Linked DNA regions of Anser cygnoides: region 2 is linked to region 1. Evidence: chromatin contacts called from public Hi-C data. All regions are on one chromosome and are shown on one strand. The core of a region is the stretch at or near the end of the contact, and the rest is flanking DNA. Distances in the headings are between cores, read along the strand shown. Region 1 overlaps LOC106041719 (a long non-coding RNA gene). Region 2 holds the start of JARID2 (jumonji and AT-rich interaction domain containing 2).

The links. Hi-C and Micro-C count contacts between places; a contact is called where the count stands out from the background.
Region 2: a Hi-C map of liver shows a contact between it and region 1, with 2.5 times the contacts expected there. The contact joins the promoter of JARID2 here to the enhancer-like site in region 1. A contact is called at or near these places in 3 of 7 Hi-C or Micro-C datasets (granulosa cells and liver).

Annotation. Positions count from the first base shown.
Region 1 is chr2:53,675,177-53,677,904 of Taihu_goose_T2T_genome, reverse strand. All of the region lies in intron 3 of LOC106041719 (a long non-coding RNA gene), which reads left to right. Among named protein-coding and RNA genes, the nearest start is that of CD83, 140 kb to the right of the region's middle. Within about 2 kb of position 1,359, at least 1 of the 3 cell types and tissues checked has open chromatin away from gene starts, as enhancers often do. A contact at or near this core is called in liver, where this site is marked.
Region 2 is chr2:53,907,620-53,910,347 of Taihu_goose_T2T_genome, reverse strand. JARID2 (jumonji and AT-rich interaction domain containing 2) reads right to left here and starts at 1,400. Exons shown (of 18, transcript XM_048057982.2): 1 at 509-1,400. The coding sequence starts at 553.

The DNA.
Region 1 (2,728 bases), core at 110-2,609:
CAGGGAGTCTCCCGGCAGAGGTGACGAGTGGCTGCCACTGGGTGATTTACACCCCATGGGCCCAAGCCACCCTGTGGCTTCCTGGTGCCGGCCGCCCTCCCAGCCGTGTGAAACCACACGCATGTCACCCGCGGGGTGGGGGCAAGGGCAGCTGTCACACCTGAAAGTTGGGGATGGCTGGGCGGGGGTAGTGTGATTAGTGGCCTGTCCCCTTCTGTCCCCCTGCTCCATGTCCCTGCAGCGGCCCTCGAAGCCATTGCTCCAGTGCCAAGAGCTGGAGGGCGCAAAAACAGTGCAGCTAGTGGAAGTTGTGTGGAGATGGGTGAAAGAGGAAAGAGGGCCCTAAACGTGCCCTGGCTGAAAGAGGGCCCTAGAGGTGCCCTGTCTGCAGGCCAAGATCCAAAAGTTCAACCTGTCAGGGAACACCTCACTTCCTGGGACTCCTTTGGCTCGTTTTTCTTCTGGATTGCCAAGTCGGACTGGCTCAGATGAGCCTTGGGTCTGGCACAAGGGAAGGAGGAGGAGAGGGGGAGCAGTCCCCACTTTTGGGCAGATGGGTACAAGGCTTACATGCCCCCACACCTGCTCTCCTTTCCCCAGATGGCTGCAGAGACCTCAGGCTGCTGAGAAGCCCAGCAGACATCACAGGTGCAGAGGCTGCTTTACAGGTGGCTAGCTCAGCTTCAGGTGCCACCCAATCGTGACACACACCAGGCAGGTTTCATACGCTCCCCCTCTCCTGGAAGTGTTTGTGTTGTTATCCAGGACTGCTGTTTTCTCCATCTGCTCTGTTTGCCTTGGTATCCTGCTTGGACCTCATTCATGGTGGCAGCTGTGCCCTCCCACCCAGCCCCCGGTGCACTGCTGCTGGTGATGTGTGCCTTGGTTAGGGGCTATAGGGTGGCTTGCCCCAAGATGGAGCAAGGAGGTTATGCTTGTCCACTTCAGTGCCCATGCCATCTGAGCCAATGGCCTAGATGGAGCTGTGGGTGAGCTTCAGAAAGGAGGGCTAGTTTCTACTGCTGGCCGAATGAATTTGGTGACTCATCTCAGTTCCTAAAAGCAGAGAAGTATGTTTCCATACGACAAGGACAGACTTTAACTTAGTGTTCAAGGTCTCTGGCTGTGGTTTCCCATTTATAGCTGGCTGCTGCTGAGCAGGGTTGGTCCCCCTCCCTCTCTGCTGTCCCCAGCCTTGCAAAGTCCTGCCCCTACCCTTGCACTAACTCCGGCATGTGTCTGAACTCCACGGTGAGCTGACCCAGGAAAGATGACCAGGAAAAAAAATTTTCCCTTCCTCTTTATTTTCAGTAGGCTTTTGATGTAGAGCAAGGTGAAGGGGAAGGAGATCCATGCTGGGAAGCAGGCAGCTTTTAGGTGCCTAAGCTGTAAGACGCGCTGTGCCCTTGCCATCCGCTCCCCACATGCTGCAGGTGACATGGGCAAAGGGAGCAGGAGTCACAGCTCCCAGTTCACCCAGGGCTTGGGCAAAAGACCAGAGAGAAGCAGGCCTGAAGATTTATTCCTGAGCCCTTTTGTTTTTATGATGCTTTACTTTCCCAGCCAGACAGGATGAGAAACAAATACCACCAAAATACTACGAGAGAGGCTATTCTTGAAGTGTTTATAGCCCAGCCTCAGTGGAAAATGTTTGGCCATCTCCCAAGAAAGTCGATTCTCACTGTGTTTCCAAGCCCGTTTCTGAACTTTTGGCCACTTACCCAAACAGAATCTGGACTTTTTGAAGTTTGCTTATCTCTGTTTACAAGGGCCTCCTGCTCGAGTGAGTCAAGGGAGGGCAGCTGAGGGCAGGGTTGTGATGAGGAGCCAGAGCAGTGAAATACTGATGGGCTTTGCTGGTGCTGTAGAGAAGAGCAGTGGTACCCCCAAATCCTCCCAATACTCAGATGTACCCACTAGCAGACTGCCTGGGATTAATGGTCAACCTGGCTACGTCCAGCAGATCACTTGATGGCAAAAGACTTTAAAAAGCCTCTAGGTTTCTCAAGTATTTTTAATTTAGAAAATTGAAAGTTAAACTAAAACATGGGGGGATGTTTAAATCAGAAGGGGAAGAGTGGGTGTAGCTGAAGCTTCAGACAAACGCTGTATTGCAAACTTGAGGGGGTTAAGGTCAGAGCTGTCAGTTTTTACACACCTCTGCAAAATAGTGGTTGCCTTGTTCCGCTCAGCCTGGCTAAGAAAAGCAGCCGCTGCCCCCACCTTTCTCCATCCTCTGTTTTCTAGACAGCCAACTGTTACTTATTAATCTGGAAGAGATTCTGCCTCATTAGTGCTGGAGAATAGCAAGTATTTGCTAAATTCTCTGAGTTTTCTTTTTATTCCAGGGTGTTTACTGTGATGGTATCTTAGGATCTCTGTTTGCTTTCAGACACAGAGTGTGAGAGCTGTATCAATGTAGAATGAATCTAAACCAAACCAAAATATGGGTGAGAAATGAGCTGTATGTTTTAGTGAATGTCCATGAATTTGCAGTCCACAAAAGCACTTTAAAACCTGAAAATGATAGCAACCTCTCCTGAAAGCTTGTTTTGCATGTTTAAGGAGAAATACAAAACAATTGGAATAAGATTAAATGAAATATATGCTACTATTGATAAAAATCTGATTTATTAGAAAGTTATATAATTACATGGTACTATCCAATATCCTCGGTTGCTGCTCTCAATTACTGACATTATTAGTCTAGCATTATTCTGTTCAAAAT
Region 2 (2,728 bases), core at 151-2,650, 230 kb before region 1:
CTTCTCCCAAATATTTTTCTCCGAGCCATTTTCCCGTGTGGCACGGCCCGGCACGGCCACCGGCCGCAAGTTGCAGCAGGCTCCGGGCTGGAGCACCCATGGGTGGCCGGGAGAAGCCGGCGGCACGGCGCTGGCAGCCGCCGTCTCGTTGCATCCCCCCCGCGGCAGCCCCCCGAGCTCCCCGCCTTTCATCGAAAACTAGATGATGATTGTGTCATTTGAGGTCAATACATTTGTTCAGCGGGGGAACCGCGAGGCACAGGCTGGTTTTATAACCCGGCTGGATGGAAGGCTTCCCCGGGAAAAGGGGGCCTCTGAAACTCCCCCACCACACCGCAGGAAAAAAAAAAAAAAGAAAACAACAACAACAACAACACACAAAACCCCAAACAAATCCAGCATTACATTTCTTTTAAAAACCGTATAGCCGCAGAATTAGCTATAAACTTGACATTCACTGCCATTTCCTAAAATTGGGAGTCAAATGATATACGTTATGACCACTTACGTATTTCTTTTGAATTATATTCCTCTTGGGTCTTTCTTTGCTCATTCTGGTATCCAAATTCTGATTGCAAAAGGGGACAATTGCTTCATGAATTAAAGCCGCGACAATTAAAAAAAAAAAATACCGAAAAATCCTGGGGGGGAGGGGGTTGTTTGTAGTGGTATCTTGTAATCCGACTTTTCTTTCCTCACAATGTGATTCTCCTAGCAATAAATCCGAGGTATGGGGGACGAAAAAAAAAAAAAAAGACGAATGCGAAGGAAACAAAAAAAAAAATTCACTTTAGTGAAACATTATAATGGAAAATTTCCCCCTAAACACAAAAAACGACGCCCTCGATATCCCCTTTTTTCCTTCTCGAGCCACCTAAGCGATCTGCAGGTCCTTAGTGTCAGAGCCGTAGTTACATCTTGGAAAAGGAAAGGGACTGAAGGGAGAAGATAAATAACAAAAATGTTGGAAGTCACGTTGGCGCTGCTGCAGCAGGGAAAAGCAGCAGAGACAACTCCAGCAGCAGCAGCAGCAGCAGCAGCAGCACCAGCAGCAGCTCCAGCAGCAGCAGCAGCAGCAGCAGCAGTGAGGGCTGCACGCACTGTGTGTGTCTCTGCTCCTCCAGCTCCCCCCTAACCAATGAGAACAGCTCTCCGCCAGCAACTTTAAATGGACCTGGGCTGCCTCTTTTTTTTTTTTTTTTTTATAATATATATGTCTGCGTGTGTGTGTGCGCGCGTGTATATAGATATATATACAACACACAGGCACACGCACACACAGCCGGGCACCGCTTAGGGCATGCCCGCAACTCCCAACCCGCACGCCAGCCGCAGCACCCGGCCCAAGGTCGCCGCTGCGAGCCCTGGGGGGGAATTTGGCGACGGTCCCTCAGCGCGCAGCACGCTCGGCCTCGCCGCCCTGCCCTGCCCCCTCCCCTTCCCTCCCCTCCCCGCCCCGCTGCCGCCGCCGCCTCCTCTCCTTTCCGCTCCGGCCCTGCGCCCGTCCCCCGGGCTCGGCCGTGCGCCGGGGCCCGCCGGTCGCTGGCAGCACCTGGCCTGGCCGCGGGGCTCCGCGCAGGGCCCGGCAATTGTCCTCGCTCCGCGGGAAAGTTGTAGTTCCCTCGCCACAAAATGGCGGCGCCGGCGAACTACATCTCCCGGCGTGCCTCGCGCTCATCCCCCCCCCCCTCCTCCGTGCACCGCCGACCATTGGCTGCTCGGCGAGGAGCGCCCCCCCCCCCCCCCCCCCCGCGGCGGTCGGTGGTAGGGGCGGGGGCGGCGCTGAGGGAGGGGGCATGGCGCTGAGGAGGAGGAGGAGGAGGAGGAGGAGGAGGAGGAGGGGGAAGTTTATGGCCGCAAGGGCGGCGGGAGGCTGCCGGCAGGGCGCCGGGATTGATGTGTCTGGGTCGGGGGAGGGAGCGGCCGCACGAAAGTCGGTCGGCCCCGGTGTCAGCTCGGGACAGGCCGCCTGGTGCGCCCCGGAGGTAGCCTGAGGTCACCACCAGCACTCCTCCTCCCCCTCCTCCTCCTCCTCCTCCTCCTCCTCCTCCTCCTCCTCCCGTCCCACCGGCCCGCAGTGCGTTACCTCCTGCCCCACACGCAGGGGTGGCTGCTGATGCGATTCAGGACCGGAATTTCAATAAAGAGCTATGAGCTGCAAATACTTGTGGTCTTTATGTGCGCGTGTGTGTTTTTGTGCGTTTTTTTTCCACCAGCGCAAAGAGGAGCATGCGGAGTCACAGAAAGGACAGCAGTTCTGGACAGGGCTTTGCATGGAGAGCCGGGGGCAAGGTTAATTGGTGGCTTCCCCGGTGAAGTATCAGGAAGACTCCTGTAGTCAGTGGCCATTTGTGCTTTTCAGTGTAACTCACTGCAAACTGTGAGGGAACGTACCTCTACCATAACGCATACAGTTATGTATTGCTTCAAACACGCTGCCATGTTCTCTAAATGCAGTTTATGTTCATTCAGCTCTGTAGAGTAATACCTCCGCCCCACAGATGAGAAAACTTCTGTGTAAGGCCGTTGAATGACTGTCCTTAAAGTCAGGAGAGCTGAAGGCCCAGGAGTCGCCAGAACTTCAAGTCACTGGTGGCTCCTAGTCCACTGCTGTAACCCATGAGGCCCTCCATCCAGCTTTTCTCACACACGTATGCAAACACAGCATTCTCCATTTATCCTAGAAACAGGACCCAAATGGTGTTTGAAATGCTAAATGGAAAAAATC